Regions from separate parts of the Mus musculus genome. Here regions 2 and 3 are each linked to region 1. The links are chromatin contacts, called in public Hi-C and promoter capture Hi-C maps. All regions are on one chromosome and are shown on one strand. The core of a region is the stretch at or near the end of the contact, and the rest is flanking DNA. Distances in the headings are between cores, read along the strand shown.

Region 1 (4,992 bases), core at 1,350-3,849:
GCTTTCTTGGGCAGCAGGTATGTACCACACACACACACACACACACACACACACACACACACACACACACACACACACGCAGGCAAACACGGACACAAAACAAAACAAAACAAAACAAAACAAAACAAAACAAAACAAAACGAAGTAGAATAAAACCTCAGTACAATTCAGGAATATCTAAAGTCCTTCAGGAAACAGGCCTGGGTGAAAGAGCATATTTCCATGACTGTTCTAATTCTTGGTTGGGGGGGGGGGGAACGCACAGATCAAGTCACATGGTTTTGCCCCTTTTCAGTTACAAATTTATGGGGAGGGGGGGTCTTCTTTCTGTTACTGCCCTGTGAAGAGTAAACATTAGCAATAGCAATTGGTTTCATTCAACAAAGAACAATGGCCATTTGGAGGGGGTTGTTGCAGAAGGGAGACAGTCTGAGTCAGTCTGAGTGACCCAGACCTCAGTGAGCTGTGGGGAAGGTTGGAAGGGACAAGATGAGGCCACAGTGCAGGGGCCCTGCCTAGGCTGCTGACCTCTTCCCAGGAACAGAGGATTTGAGACAATATAGGTTCCTCCATTGGTGACAACTTTGTGGCTGTCCGAGTCTTCCCTTCTCTCCCCTCTTTTCTTCTTCCTTTTTGACCTGCTTTTGTCCCCAGTGTCTGTGAACGCCACAGCTCTGATGCTTGGCCCCTTGGTGGGGTCTCCGTGGAACTGTCATTTGATAGGCGAGAACACTGAAGTTCTGAGACGACATGGAGGCCACACAGCTGGGATGTGGCTGGGCCAGACTCTAAATCATCTTTCTTCTGAGAAAGAAACCCAGCCCTTGCTGTTCAACAGGCATTCTCTGACACATCTCGCTTTATTGTCTCATGGCTTCTTGGGACATTCCCATGGCTCAGCGCGCTGTATGCGTCTCTGACATGCATGTGTGGTTTAAAAATTCTCCTCATGGCTAGAATGGCCGTTTCCTGGGTTCCTGCTCCCAGCGGCCACAGAGAGCAGTCAGAGTCACCTGGCTCCAGGCTCCTAGAAGAGACAGGAAGGAATCTGGTTAGCTGCATATTCACATTCCAGGGCATAGGACACTAACTCCACTTTTCTCTGAGGATCTAGGCTTAAGGCAGGTTAATCTCTGAGCATATCTTCCTCTAATGACACTTGTGGCTTCTGCATAGCAGAGGGCCTACATGTCCCTGGGAAGGGTGAGGCAGGAGGATGTGGGCTGTGGCATCTGCTTATGAACTCTGTAACCTCCTCTTTCTGTGTCCAGAGCTATAATAAGCCTATGATTCACCAGGTGAACTGCTCAGGCAGCTGCTGTGCATTCCCCAACTGAGCCCTTGGTGCTCACCCACTGATCACTAGGCGGGAGGACCCTGTCTCACTTTACCTACCTCTCCAGACCCGTTCTAGCTGCATACTCTCTTGGGGAGCCCTTAGAGGCTGGTACGGATAACCTGTTCATTTCTAAACCCAAGCCAAATCACATGTTGGGCCATTCCAGAAGGACAAGTGGAAGGTGGTACCTAGTTTGAGAAAGTTATGGAAGTCTCTTTCAGTGAACTCTTGGGGGACAAGACACTCTCATGACAGTTTATTATCAGGCATCCTATGGTACTTGATGCCAGTTTGACCTACCACACTGAACTATTTGAAATGCCAATGAAATTAGGACTCTCTAATGAAATGCTGGAGACTCCTACTGAGTCTTTACTACTGGTGGGTTTTGTTGTCTGGGTTGGAATGCTGGCACCCTGGTAAGTCATTTTCCACTTATATATAATGTAGCCCCTAGGATGCTGGGGTTACCATAGTTGCTACTATTTATAGGGAGCTTACTGTGTACCTAGGTACTGAGCCAAACTGTTTCTGTTCATACTCCATCTCCCAAAAGCTCTTTACATTTGAATCCCCCCGCTCTGTAATATTTTCAATTCTTAGCACTTGTCATTTTTACCCATTCTATCATTCAGCGTGTAGTTAAATTCTGTTGTACTGTCATATGGTGCTTCTTGCCTTTATAACGCCAGTGGGCCCTTTAGTAAGCTTTTTGTATGTATTTGTTGAAATTGTCCATTAAAGAGTCTCCAAAGAGAGCTTATTTTACTGGTAAAGGAACTAAGACGAGGGAGTCAGAATGGCGCTGTCCCACCTTCTCTGAGCCTGAAGGCAGCCCTGTCTGCCAGATCTCTCTGCAAAGCTGAAACCTCTGGCACTGTCCCTGTTATCAAGTAATTCTTTCAAAAATAGTGGCCTCTCCTGCATGCATCAGACTCTGCCAGAGTCTCAGGCAGAGTGACAACTCGTCATATAGTTGCTAGTTTGAGCACGACGCAAAGAAAAGAATCTTTCTGTGTTTGTTAGAAAATCTCCAGCCTAACTACTACTAGCTCGAGTTTGCAGGAGCCTCCCAGGCCTTCCCAACCTGATTTCCCCCTCCTGCCGCCTTCCCTTTTGTGAGCGTTTCTTCCCCTTTTTGCTTGCAGCTAGTTCAGCTCTCCTGTAGGCTACAATGTGTCAGTTGTTATAAAATCCGGGAGGCGGAGTCTAGTGACGAGGGCGGTGGGGGAGAGCTCAGCCAGCCCTGCAGGGTGAGCAGTCCAGCCCTGGGTCCAGCGGAGCTAAAACGCTACAGCCGGGAAAACTTCCACCTCCCTCTCCTGGTTTTGATCCTCACCGTCCAGCAGACCCGAGGCGCCGATCGACCGGAGGGAGGATGAGAGATGACCGGTCCTTTGGCAACCTGACCATTTCCTTAGCAGAGCCTTCCAAAGCGAACCGGAGACTGGCCACACGACCCAGGAGGCGCCGCGCCTCTTGTGGATGTGTGTGTATGAGTGAGCAAGCGGGTGTGTGTGTGTGAGTGAGGGTGTGTGTGTGTATGCGTGTGTGTGTGTGTGTGCGCGCGTGTGTGTATGCGCGCGCTTGTGGTGTGGATGGGTGTGTGCACAGCACAATTGCGTGGAAGCGTGTCTGGGTGAGCGTGTGTGTGCACTCGTGAATGTGTTTGTGTGTGTGTGTGTACGTGTGTGTGTGTGTTTGTGTGTGCTCTTGGCTGCTATTATTATTATTTTGGAAGAAAAATCCTGGAAATCTGGGGCAGGTTATGGTACTCCCAGGGTGACTTCTTTTGCAAGAGGAGCTGACCAGAGCAAGCCACTAGAGCCATTTCCCTGCCAGCAGAGAGCATTTTCCTCCCAGAAGAAGGATTTCAACCCCGGGGCTCTGTAGCCAAGTAAAAGAGATTAGCCCTTGAAACCTGTGAAATCGACCATTGCTGTGTGATTACCCAGGCTTGGGAGAGGACTTGGAGAGAGAAGGAGAAATAGATCAAACAGCCTGTCAGTTCTCTTTGCCACGTCGGAAGATGTCATCTCAAACTAAGTTCAAGAAAGACAAAGAGATCATTGCTGAATATGAAGCCCAAATAAAAGGTGAGTGGTGGGGCCGAGGGACTTTGCCTTCTCTCCGTCCCCTTGTCTCTCCCTCTGCTGTCTCTTCCTTCGCCTCCCTGCCTTCTTGAGAAGTTGCTATGCAGCAATAATCTTATTGTAAGGAGGAAGGACCGGGTGCTGGCTGCACAAGTCCAGACTGGCTCCCACTGCAGATAGTGCCTGGGCTGGGAGCGTGAATTACAGAAAGGGCAGAAATCTCTGCATTGCAGGTGTGTGAGGAAGGGACTTTAGGAGTGTCGCCGGTACTCCATCATCTTGGCAGTGATATGTCACTCTAAGGCCATTTTGACAGTCAAGGCCTCCTCCCCCTCACTCCCATCGAGAAAGCCCTTTGCTATTTATGTATATATTTTTTGATCTGCTCTCCCCATCCCTTCTTTTGGCTTTTGTGGGTGGTTGTTTTTGCCTCTGCTGCCTTCTCTGGGCTGAAATTCAAATGCATGAGTATGGGCTGCGGGGGGTGGGGGTGGGGTGGGGGGGTGGGGGGGGTGCATCGCATCCTTAAGTAGCCCTTCTTTGTCAGCATTTCTTGCCTGGTCTGAGTTGCCATGGATTAACTGTTATGGGACATATTGATCCAGACTAATGCAGGCATTTAAGCATAAAGAGAGAGTTCTGTGCCGAAAATGTATTATCTTCCAGCGTGCAGCCTGGTCCTTCTGTACACCGGTGTTTCGGGTCATCAGCTTTGGTTAAAAGCCAACACCTCAGTGTACGATTTGGACTGGTAGGTGCCGCTTGGCTCCCGTGGTTCTGGGAAAGTCTGCCTGCTAGGAGAGTGAGATGCCCTTTGGGTGCTGGTTCCAGCTTTGGTAGCATAGAACCCATACTTCTTGCAGAAGCTGCTCCCTAAATCCTTGCTAGCTGAGAGGAAGAGAAGGGCCCCAGTTGCACAGCTAAAAGAAGGCAAGCAGCCTCTGCCCTCGAGCCAGACGGTGGGCTTCCTGCACCCTCGGGCTGTCTAAGCACAGCTTCAGCAAGGAGAGCTGAAGGTTCCCTGCCCTGCTTCTCCTTTGCGGAGCCTGTGGGGGAGAGAAGCAGCTGGGGCTCTGAGCACCCATTTTCTTTCCAGTCCTTGGTTCTCCTTGCTGCGACGCAGGGCGTGTTGTGGTCTCACACGGAGTGGGCACACTGCATCTTCAGTGGGTGTGGAGAGGCCTGGTTTGGAGGCTGTTGAGCAGGGTGCTGCTTTGAGGTTCTGGTGACCAGAGGATGCCACGCCTGTTTCTGTGCTGCCTGAGGGCTCCACACCGCAGGAAATCAGTAGCCTCAGGCTGTCTGTCTGTCCTGTCTGTGTTGCTTTCAACCTTCTGATTTGGGGGGGGGAAGCTTTGGAGAACAGGCATGGGGTGGGGGTAGGGGCTTTGTGTTTTCCTTGTCTTTGGTTGTGGGCCCAGCCAGGATGTTAACCGTCCCTGGGTAGATCCCAGGGATTAAAGAAGAGAGATCTCTCCTATTCCCTGGGCCTCCTCCTTAGTTTTCAGCTCAGTGTCAGAAACAGTGACTTAAATGTATCAGCCTTGCTGTCAATTGAGA
Region 2 (4,992 bases), core at 1,198-3,697, 150 kb after region 1:
AGTTTGCAGTATTAAGAGTTTCCGCTGAAAAGCCCTGCATTAAAACCAGCCCTGCATTAAAACCAGCCCTGCATTAAAGCAAATCACCCATGGCATTGATTTCATTCAGGAACTGTGTCATTACAAGAGAAACTTTGCCATTTCATCTCACGTTGATGCAAATTAATGTTTTGTTTTGATGAAGAAGGACAAAATGGCCACCTTTTATTTTTAACTTTAAGCGGCATCTATGCGAGCCTTCTTGGGCATTTATAGAGCCCCTTTTGCATGCAAATCTTTATGGTCAACCTTTTACAAGAAATTCCCCCAAGGATAAAAGCTTCTTGCTTCAGCCTGGGTCACAATTCTTCCCCTGATCCAATCCTTGAGACAAACTTCCAGGTCACTGTGTCACAGCCACAGTCTGGTGGATCAGCCAGGTCTAGGGCCAGCCTCACCTGCATCTCATGTTCTCTTAGAAGGAGGAATAGAGAAGCAAGCAATGACCATTGAAGCTGATGTATCTCTAGTTGGGCAATTGAAACAAAGGGGAGCAGACTTTCTTTGGTGGGGATGGGAAAAGGTTGGGGGGAAGGCCTGGGAAGCAATACCTGAGCAGATGGGGAGGCAGTACATCAGAGACACAGGCAGTGTCCTGTGGGATTGGCCTCCTTCCCGCCTGCCTGTGGCCTGGACCCTGTCCATTGCGGCTTTGAAGTGGCTGTTTCTCTTCGGTGTGTCTGTATGCTGCGCTGAGCCCAGAAAAAACAGACCAGGCTTTTGAGCCAGACCAACCAAAAGCTGATTGCAGGCTCTGTCACTCTCTAGTTCATCTTGGGCAAGGTGCTCAGTCCTTCGAATCTCTAGCTCTGCCCATGTGTCAAAAGAGAATGATAGCAGTAGCCACTTTAAAGGTTTAAATTAGTGCATGGAAGGGACTTTGAACAGTATTGAGCAAATGGAAGATGTTTCATGAGCGGGGTTTTGCTGGTCAGCTTTTTCTACAGTGCTTGGTAGAGACAGCTCTCTACTAAATATTGCATGCATGTGTGAGTGGATCCAAAGCTAGGGACGAACTGGAAGAGATGTCATTAGCTCAAGCACTGGCTCAGAGTGCCATGAATCCACGTGGGTCTTGGTGCTGGGGTCTGCTGAGTCGTCACAAGGCTGGCTGTGTCTCAGCAACCATATTCTTCAGAAGCTCCCACCTTTTGGGACTGTCACACAATGTACAGAATTCAGGACTGAGAACTGCACGGTTGAGTTATAGAAAAAAAATCCAAACCGAAATCTCATAATGTTCTGAGTAAGTTTCCATTTCTGACCTGAGTTGGATTCATGGTTATCCTGGTATATATAGAAGCCCACAGCTGTAAGGCAGATGTACCTGAGAGGAATGAATGCTGGATGAAAAGCCCATTTACACGTCAGATGTCCTGGCCAGCAGATGCCATCCTTATGAGCACCCAGAGGTGCAGATGGCTACTCCTCTCTAAAATGACTCCTGGTTTTGGAGTTATAAACGGAGATACTTCTGTGAGGCCCTAGGCCCTGTGGCCAGCTGGAAAGCTTGAGACTTCCATAGTTGACACAGGGTTTGGACTACTGGACCATCTAGTCTTCCTAGAGTAGCTGAAAATTAAGGCCTATAAGGGAAATATCTTGATTGTTAAATTCTGGGAAAGTGCTCAGACTTTCTAGAATCACCAAGTGGCCAAACAAGAGTATTCTTGCAGGCTAGAGGGACTGCGGCCTGGAGGCCTTGCCTAACACAGTACTTTGCTGAGGAATAGTTTAAACCCTCCATGACATCAAAGCAATATCTAGAAATGACTGTGGTGGCTACAACTTCAGGCCAAAGGTAGAGATTACTAGTAAGAAGAGGCAGGTAGGCTACCCAACACCCAGCCGTCCATTCATAGGATGGTGCCGAAGAAAGAGTTAGTTGTCCTTAAGGGAGTTTAACTGGAGTTAGCTGTTGAGAAAAGGGAGGCTGGGGACACCTGCTTTACAGTGGCTGGCCCTTGTGACTAGCTAGCCTCAGTTTACCGTTAGTTTGTCAGAAAGGCAAGGCTGTGGGGATGGTTGGATCTTCTTTGGCCCAACCTTGTGTGTGAAGGAAGTGACTTCCATCCAGTGTCTTTTGCAAGCATGAAAATAATGCAAAAAATGTGGAGCGCCACGGTCAGTTGTTATTGGGTCCCCAAGGTCTGGGTGTGGTGGCCTGTTGAAGATTGTCTTGGTTTTGGCCTCTTGTCCCTGGTGGAATGTTTGGTTTGGGTTCGTTACTCAGTAGTATTTGGAACTGTAATTGGGAATACTTCCCTTCCTTAACCAACTCTGTCCATAAAAAAAAAAAAAGACAAAAACAAAAATAATAAGCTTTGAAGGCTGCTGGCCAGGCATCAACTCTGTGGCTGTTCGGGGAGATGCCCAGGAGTTAATGAGCTATGACTCAGCAGGTCCCATATGGTGGTTTACAGTTCTCTTGAGGAAATACAAGAACATGCCTCCAGCCCCACCAGTTCAGGCTCTGTGTACAAGTTCCTGTTTCTGAGGTGTGTCCCTGAGCATCCTATTCTCCTACTCAAAAGCCTTCAATGTCTCCCAGTTCTACTCTGAATGAAGTCAGAGCCCAGTCAGCCTCCATGATATGACCTAGGCAAAAAGTGGTAGCTTTAGAACCCCATGTCTATAGTGAGGATGTCTTATTCTAGGAACTGGGGATGGAAGATGAATTTGTGTTCACTAGGATGCTCTGGCTACAAGTAGCAGAATACTGGTTAATATGTCTTAAGCAACTAAGCCACAGAAGTAGATGGAGACTAGAGGCTAGTTCTGAGTTTTGGATTTATCAGTACTTAGATAGTAATGAAAGGAACCAGGTTCCTTTTACTCTGTCCTCCTAAAGCTACATACTCTTTCTATCTCTAGATGACTGCTGGTACCAACTTGGGCTATTTGGAGTTTTGCTCACAGTTGGTAGAAGGGCTAAAACCTTCTCCTACATCACACAAGTCCTGCTTTTCTATCTCATTAAGTCAGGCCAGGACTGTATCCGCACAAAGAACAATCCATGGTTTAGAGTTAAGATGGGATGAAGTACCCTGGAAGAACTGAGCTGGAGGGACAAATGCAGACCAATGCGTGCTTCTATTAGGACATAGGGAAAGCTGGATTATAGGTAGTGAACCCCCAGTTCCTGCTACAAACTGTAAAGGATTGGGCCATTTGAAAGGCGGCTATGAATTGAGGAGAAGAGATAATCAAATGTCTATAGAGTGTCAAGTTTCATCTTGACAGCCCAGGAAACTGTCACCCCATACTTTAAAATCAAGGTGCTGGGCATGTGTGTGTTACTTTTCGGTAATTTGAGTTTGACAACCAGACCATTTCTATGGGCTGACATGTGTTCTTCCATATTCCAGAGCAAAGAGATTGGCCTGCAGATGCATGAGGAGCTGCTGAAGGTCACCAACGAGCTCTACACAGTAAGTTCTACCCAGAACCATTGCTACTTGTTTGGGTCTCTTGTCTTTAGCTTGAGAGAGGCAGGGCAGAATTTGGCGTGACAGTCATCATGAAAGTTTTTAATGACTCATAACTTCAACTCCCTATTCCTTATGTTTGGGATGGGTCCTGGGCATGGTTAGTGAGTTCCACTGTGTGAGAGAGTAATGTGATCTGCCAGACACAGGATGAGCACATGAGCACTCATGAGCACAAAGGTCCTTCAGTGGAGGCAAGGAACATGGGTGCAGAGTCTCCAGAGGGCAGGGATATGGACTTGGGTGCCAGGTGCCATAGGCTCCAGGCAGAGAGTGCTCTTCGGTGACTGTGGCCTTAGAAGGGCACAGAGCTTGTTTAGATCCCTTTGTCCTTGTCCCTGCTCTGAGAATACCCTGAAGTGACATGGTGAGCACGCCTGACTGTTTCCAGAGGAGAACATCACAGTTTAGGCCATAGCTGATCTGGCTGCCTGCTTTGAAGCCAAAACCCAACTACACTAGAGATGGGCATTAGAACAGGATGGTTGTGGAATGGAGAGACTGTAGGGCAAGAACTGACTTTGGCTTCTGGGTAACGACTGTGGAGAGTCTCGTAGATGGCCTTAGGGTACAGTGTAGGATAGGTTCTTCAGGTGAAATGCCAAGTAGAATTGTTATGTTTGATGTACATAGAGGTTCTTTATAAAAGTCCTAATTTAACATGTAAATACATGTAGGCTGTGTGAAGGCTGTTCTCTTATTATTACTGATTGCCTCCCAAGTGCTAGTATTGAAGGCTAAATTTACTACCACTGCCCAGCTCATATTGGATATAATAATAGTCAACTAGACATGACTTAGAGTCTTATGGGAAGAAAGTCTTAAGAAGGTGTTATTTAAATCAGGTTGGCCTATCAGCATATCTGGGGTGGATTGTTTTAGATATAAGAAGATAGTACATGGCGGGGGCCACCATTTCATGGGCTGGAGCCTTAACTGTCTAAAAATGAAGAAAGCTAGCCAAGTATCAGTGCAAGCAAGCAGTTAATATGGGGGTATTTATCTCTCTGCTCTTAACTGTGGCAATCTACCGAGTTCCTGCCTTGATTTTGCCTCAATAATGGACTGTAACCTGAAAGTGTAAGCCCAACAAACCCTTTCCACCCTCATGATGCTTTTTGTAGGATCTTTGACCGCAGCAACAGCAATGAAATTAAAGAAATGCCTGAGCTTAAACCTACACCAAAAGAACTCCTTAAACGTGCTCCAACTTTGCTCAAAACTAAAAATAAAGCTGGACCTAGTGAGGCAGAACTGTGGTCCCATCTAGTTAGGAAGCTCAGGACGGAGGGCTACAAGTTTGAGGCCTGCCCAGGCTACAGAGTATGAGCAAAGCCTGGACAACAGAGTGAGAGCTTGTCCTATAAAATATATATTATATAATATTACATTATATGTGTCCTATGACATATAAAATATAATAATAAAGGTAAAGATAGGCTTGTGTGTATAGTTCAGTCATAAA
Region 3 (4,992 bases), core at 1,353-3,852, 150 kb before region 1:
GTCAGAAAAGGCCTTAAAAATTACTCAACAATATTAATGATTCTTTGCTATAGCCACCGCTAACATAGATTCATAAGCTAAATAGATTCATAAAAATAATTATTACCCATCCAACTACCTATTATCTACAGACACACATAGTTAATTTTCTCCCTATGATAGTAACTTTAAAAAAAGATGTATTACAAGGCAAAAATGAAAAAGTTACTTCAGGTAGTACCTCCTCTCAAGAGTGAATAAATTATTTTTACATTGCCTTATGAAATCTTAACACAATAGCTAGGCACACACACCCAGTAATCCCAGCATTCAATAGGCCAAGGCAGAAGGTTCAAGAGAGACCAGCCTGGACTACATACTTGTCTCAAATGCAGTGGTGAGATATTACACCAGCTATCTGGACAGTTGATACACAACTTTAAGAAACATTAAGAAGTTAGCTTATTAATTTCTCTTTGTAAATTCTTTTTCCTCTTGCCAATTGTTATATAACTGTACTACTGCTACTATTCTGATAAAGGCAATCTTAATAGGCCAGCTTGACCATGTTGTCCTAAATCATAATAATGGGGTTTCTTTTTAAATGTCTGTTTTGTCTGAATGTACATCTGAAAAGGGTATCAGCTCCCATCAAGCTATAATTATAGATGGTTGTGGGTACTGGGAATTAAACTTAGATTTTCTGGAAGAACAGCCAGGGCTCTTAACTGCTGGGTTATCTCTCAAGCCCCAATGATGAGGTTTCCTAATTCAAATTCTGATACACGAAACTCTCTTTATATGGTTCCTTCACTGAAAAATGATGTAAAATATAGCTATTTAAATGATAAAGAACTTTTACTAGATTATCCATATACAATCTTTTATTATAATATCTCATGTAAGAAAACATTTACTCTGGTTTATCAAGCTAAATTTTAGCTAGAGTAACTATTAATTTAATCTCCTAATTTGGAGATGTGTAAGAACTGTGTCTAGACAAAAATAATTTCAAAATATAATTTATTCCATTACTTAAACTCTTATCACCAGAACACAAATTATGGCAGGGATTAAAAAACAAAACTTTTTTTTTAAACCACTGCTGTAGTTCCAATGATTAAATACTATGCCTGACATATCAAGAGGAATCAAGAAATGTTTACTGAGTGATCCCATCATAGTAACCAAGTTCAACATTTACTAAAATTCAAAATATAACAAATGAAAAGGATTTGGGGCAGTCACCTTTGAGGTCCCCCAATTATCTGCGAGTAGCTCTGAAACCCTAGAAAAGGCTGAGACACAGTTTAATATATGAAGAAACATTGATGTGCTCAAAAAGTGGAACACTACAGATTAATAATTTTATTTCTGTATTACTTGTTACTTTCCATTTACATCTAACACAAAATAACTAAGGGAGGGAAGGAAATGGCCTTGGTTTCCAAGGTGATGAGATACTGCCCTTCTCTTCCCTTCTATCAAAACTGTTCCCCTCAGGATTCTCAAGTTTTTCTTGTCTTTCCATGGGGGTTCCAAACTCAGTAACTTTTACATTTCTGTTTTGTTTTGTTTGTTTTTAAGCAATTGCTATAGCCCACATCAGACTTAAACTTGTATCCTCCTTGGCTGACCCTCCCAAGTGCTATTATTGGCACACACCACCACATGGGGCACAGACCTCTTTTCATCAAATACCAGATTTACTTTGGATACAGGCCTAGCAAAACATATTAAATGATGACTCCTTTCTTTTCCCCATTCCATTCCTTATAAAAACTGGGGGCAGGGGGAATCGGTTCTACCTGGGGTCAATTCCATCAACTTACTATATCCCCAAAAGGAAAGGAAAATAGAGAACCTATTAAATTTGGGGAAAGAGAATGAAGAAAGGGAAGAGTAGGTGATCAGAATTTCTTAAATTCATGTTTTTATTTCACAAAGTCAAATATAGTACTGACCAAAATGAGCTCTCAATATCCAAAATAATAACAGGTCATAAACATGGAAGAAAGCTGTTCACAAGTCACCATCCATTAGAAGGCATGCCCTTTACATTTATGTGTGTGGGTGTGGGCGTGCGCATGTTTCCAATTTTTAAAAATCTGGAAAACAAAGTAATCTTTAGAAAAATATTTTCAAAAGTATATTCACAATTTTGAAGTGAAAAAAAAAAAGGTTTGAAGGTGACAGTAAAAAGAAGAAATAAAATAGTCAAGTATTCAGCAGCAGCAAGTAAGAGGAAGGACAGAGGCAAAGTAAAAATATAGTTTCACTCTGCCATCAATTATCAACCCACCAGATCTACAAAATACCGGATCCACTAACAAACCCAGCCTGTCTTCCAATACTGAGCACTCTTTTGAGAGTTACCATTTATATGTAGTTTCTAGACTTTTAAGATTTCAGAAGAAATGTATCAGACAGGTGAGGCGGAAGCAGCTGGGAGACAAGAGACCAGTAAACAGTCAACCCAATGAAAGAAACGCACAAGTCAGCTTTAGCAATCCTGTGAAGAGGACTGGCAGGAAGAAGAGTGCAGCTTTAGAAAGAGAACAGGCCTCGTATGCTTCAGACAGTCTTTGTACTGAGGCTGTGGACCTTGGCCACTCTCCCAGAGATGATGCAATCCTGATGAACAAGATCTGCTGCCAGACAAGCGATTGTTAGCAGCCTTTGCAGACAGCAACTCAGCCAAGAAGCAATCTCTGAGCAGCTCCCCATAAGCCACCAGAATGTCAAATTTCTTCCATTTCAGTCTCTGATAAAATAAAGGGAATATCCCTACCCCACGCATCCCAAGCCCTTTTCTTAGAGAGCCCTTTGTCTTCCCTGCTTTCCTTTAACTGTGTTTAAAGTCTCCACCACTCATAATTATATTTCAAATGAAACACCAAAAATATTTTTACTCTGATGAGCAGAATTCTCTAAACATATTAACGATAAGGCCTTTACAGTAAAAATTTATACTAATTTTCCTCAGTTTCCCAAGAAAAACCTGGGACACAATAGTTTCTTGTATAAAAACTGTTATGAAATCTGATACTCAATTATGACTCACAAAAATAAAGATAAATATTTAGACTAATCTAGGGTCAGAGAGGTATATTTTGAATTCTGAAATTACATGGAACTCAGTACATAAAACAATGTCATCTAGGAGAGAAAAAAGAAAATCTACTCTAGCTTAGGTCAAGATAAACATTAACAAAGTGTCTTTACAATGTTAGGTACAACGCCTCCTTTTCTAGGGGCAGCATGACTTCAGATCTTACTAGAGTTAATGATTATAATCCATTTACTTAGACTCCAGCTTAAATATACATTCAATTTAAAAATCTTCCCTAGAATTGTCATCATAGGCCCAATTTCTTTTCAGTTTAGGTACTGGGTTTTTCATATACAATATTGTTTCTCACCTTGTTAAAGACTTAGGTTAGGGAACTTCAACTACAGGAAGCCTCAAACCAAATTTCTTTTTAAAACCACCATCCTTAAACTGGGACACAATTCAAGATTCAGGTTTCTTACACATATATATTACTGAAAGCATTATGTTCAACCCTGTATTTAGATAATGGAAATTAACACATATAGCACAGCTCTGAAAATTCTTTAGTAGGCTAATGAGTAACTGAATTAAGAGAGAAAATTTGTACAAAGAGATAATTTGGTAGGGTACTTGCCTGGCACCACAAAGCCCTGAGTTTTCTTAGCCTTGCACAAATTTGGCATGGTGTTATGAGGCTATCTATAATCCTAGGACTTTGGAGGTACAGGTAGAATTATCAGAATTCCAGGTTATTCTGGGTTACATATAGCAAATTTTGGGCAAATTTGGGATATGTGAGCCCTGTCTTAAAAAACAAAACAAAACAAAAACCCTTCAAAAAAATTGCAAAGGGGTTGGGGGAAAAATTGCAATTTTATGATTGGATCTTTCCGTCTGCATGTGAGTTGAATTTTCTCTTAAATCAGTTTTTCTTATGACTATAAAATTTAAAAGGGGGGATTGAGAGAGTAGGGCTGGGAGGAGAAGAGGGGAGGAAAAATAAATTAATGAAAAACTTTTTTTTTTTTTTTTAACAAAGTGGGAACTCTTATGAGGACTTTAAAATGATAAAGTCTTGCAGGGCGTGGTGGCACAGGCCTTTAATCCCAGCACTCCAGAGGCAGAGGCAGGCAGATCTCTGAGTTCGAGGCCACCCTGGTCTACAAAGTGAGTTCCAGGACAGTCAGGGCTACACAGGGAAAACGTGTCTTGAAAAAACAACAACAAAAACAAGAAAGAAAGAAAGAAAGAAAGAAAGAAAGAAAGAAAGAAAGAAAGAAAGAAAGAAAGAACGAAAAAGAAAAAAATATGTAGTTTCACTTTCCCATCAATGAACAACCTACCAGATCTACAGAATACTGGATCCACTAGCAAACCCAGCTTGTCCTGCTTTACTCCTTTTTATTTTCTTTTGATTTTTCAAGACGGTTTTTCTGTGTAGCCCCGGCTGTCCTGGAACTCACTTTGTAGGCCAGGCTGGCCTTGAATTGAGTAATCTGCCTGTCTCCGCCTCCCAAGTGCTGGAATTAAAGGCGTGCTCCACCACGGCTTTACTCCTCCTTTTACTACACACACACACACACACACACACACACACACACACACACACCAGTTCAAAATGTGGGTTTTTAATGCATACAATCAGCTTTCTGCAGAACTCATGTACCATCTGAATTATATGCTTATCCATTTCTAGCCAAAACCCAACTATCCCAAGGGAAAAAAAACTAGCAGTACTACTTTTTTTTGCTTTGGGAGAAAAGGATATTAGGAAAAATGATTACATAAGGAGCTAGAAATTTTGTGATATAGCCCACAATTTAGCTCAATGACTCCAGAAACATTGTATTACACAGATGACTTTTTTTTTTTTTGGTTGTTTTAGATGACTTCTAAATGTATCAATATAAAATAGTTATTTTCTTTTTTCCTGCTTCATATTTTCTGTGAATCCTCAA

Evidence for each region. Promoter capture Hi-C pulls out the DNA fragments that hold promoters and counts their contacts. A called contact is a pair of places that touch in the nucleus more often than the background predicts.
Region 2: a contact with region 1 is called in a promoter capture Hi-C map of the HPC-7 cell line, with 5 times the contacts expected there. The contact joins the enhancer-like site here to the promoter of Srgap3 in region 1. A contact is called at or near these places in 21 of 39 promoter capture datasets (the 3T3-L1 cell line, the C10 cell line, the HPC-7 cell line and 11 more), 1 of 15 datasets of contacts at CTCF or cohesin (the NIH/3T3 cell line), 10 of 484 Hi-C or Micro-C datasets (the BV-2 cell line, the C2C12 cell line, brain and 6 more), 19 of 115 datasets of contacts at active chromatin or transcription factors (VIP interneurons, bone marrow-derived macrophages, craniofacial prominence and 13 more) and 5 of 9 other capture datasets (adipose tissue, embryonic stem cells, embryonic tail and 2 more).
Region 3: a contact with region 1 is called in a Hi-C map of liver, with 2.0 times the contacts expected there. The contact joins the enhancer-like site here to the promoter of Srgap3 in region 1. A contact is called at or near these places in 1 of 39 promoter capture datasets (liver), 3 of 484 Hi-C or Micro-C datasets (the C2C12 cell line, the N1E-115 cell line and liver) and 1 of 9 other capture datasets (adipose tissue).

What each region holds. Positions count from the first base shown.
Region 1 is chr6:112,944,873-112,949,864 of GRCm38.p6, reverse strand. It overlaps Srgap3 (SLIT-ROBO Rho GTPase activating protein 3), which reads left to right and starts at 2,599. Exons shown (of 22, transcript NM_080448.4): 1 at 2,599-3,435. The coding sequence starts at 3,369.
Region 2 is chr6:112,794,251-112,799,242 of GRCm38.p6, reverse strand. It overlaps Srgap3 (SLIT-ROBO Rho GTPase activating protein 3), which reads left to right. Exons shown (of 22, transcript NM_080448.4): 4 at 3,408-3,470. Among named protein-coding and RNA genes, the nearest start is that of Gm26799, 97 kb to the right of the region's middle. Within about 2 kb of position 2,447, at least 41 of the 459 cell types and tissues checked have an H3K27ac peak or open chromatin away from gene starts, as enhancers often do. A contact at or near this core is called in the BV-2 cell line, the C2C12 cell line, the HPC-7 cell line and 5 more, where this site is marked.
Region 3 is chr6:113,097,416-113,102,407 of GRCm38.p6, reverse strand. The region is part of intron 1 of Setd5 (SET domain containing 5); the gene reads right to left. Among named protein-coding and RNA genes, the nearest start is that of Setd5, 22 kb to the right of the region's middle. Within about 2 kb of position 2,602, at least 266 of the 459 cell types and tissues checked have an H3K27ac peak or open chromatin away from gene starts, as enhancers often do. A contact at or near this core is called in the C2C12 cell line, the N1E-115 cell line, adipose tissue and 1 more, where this site is marked.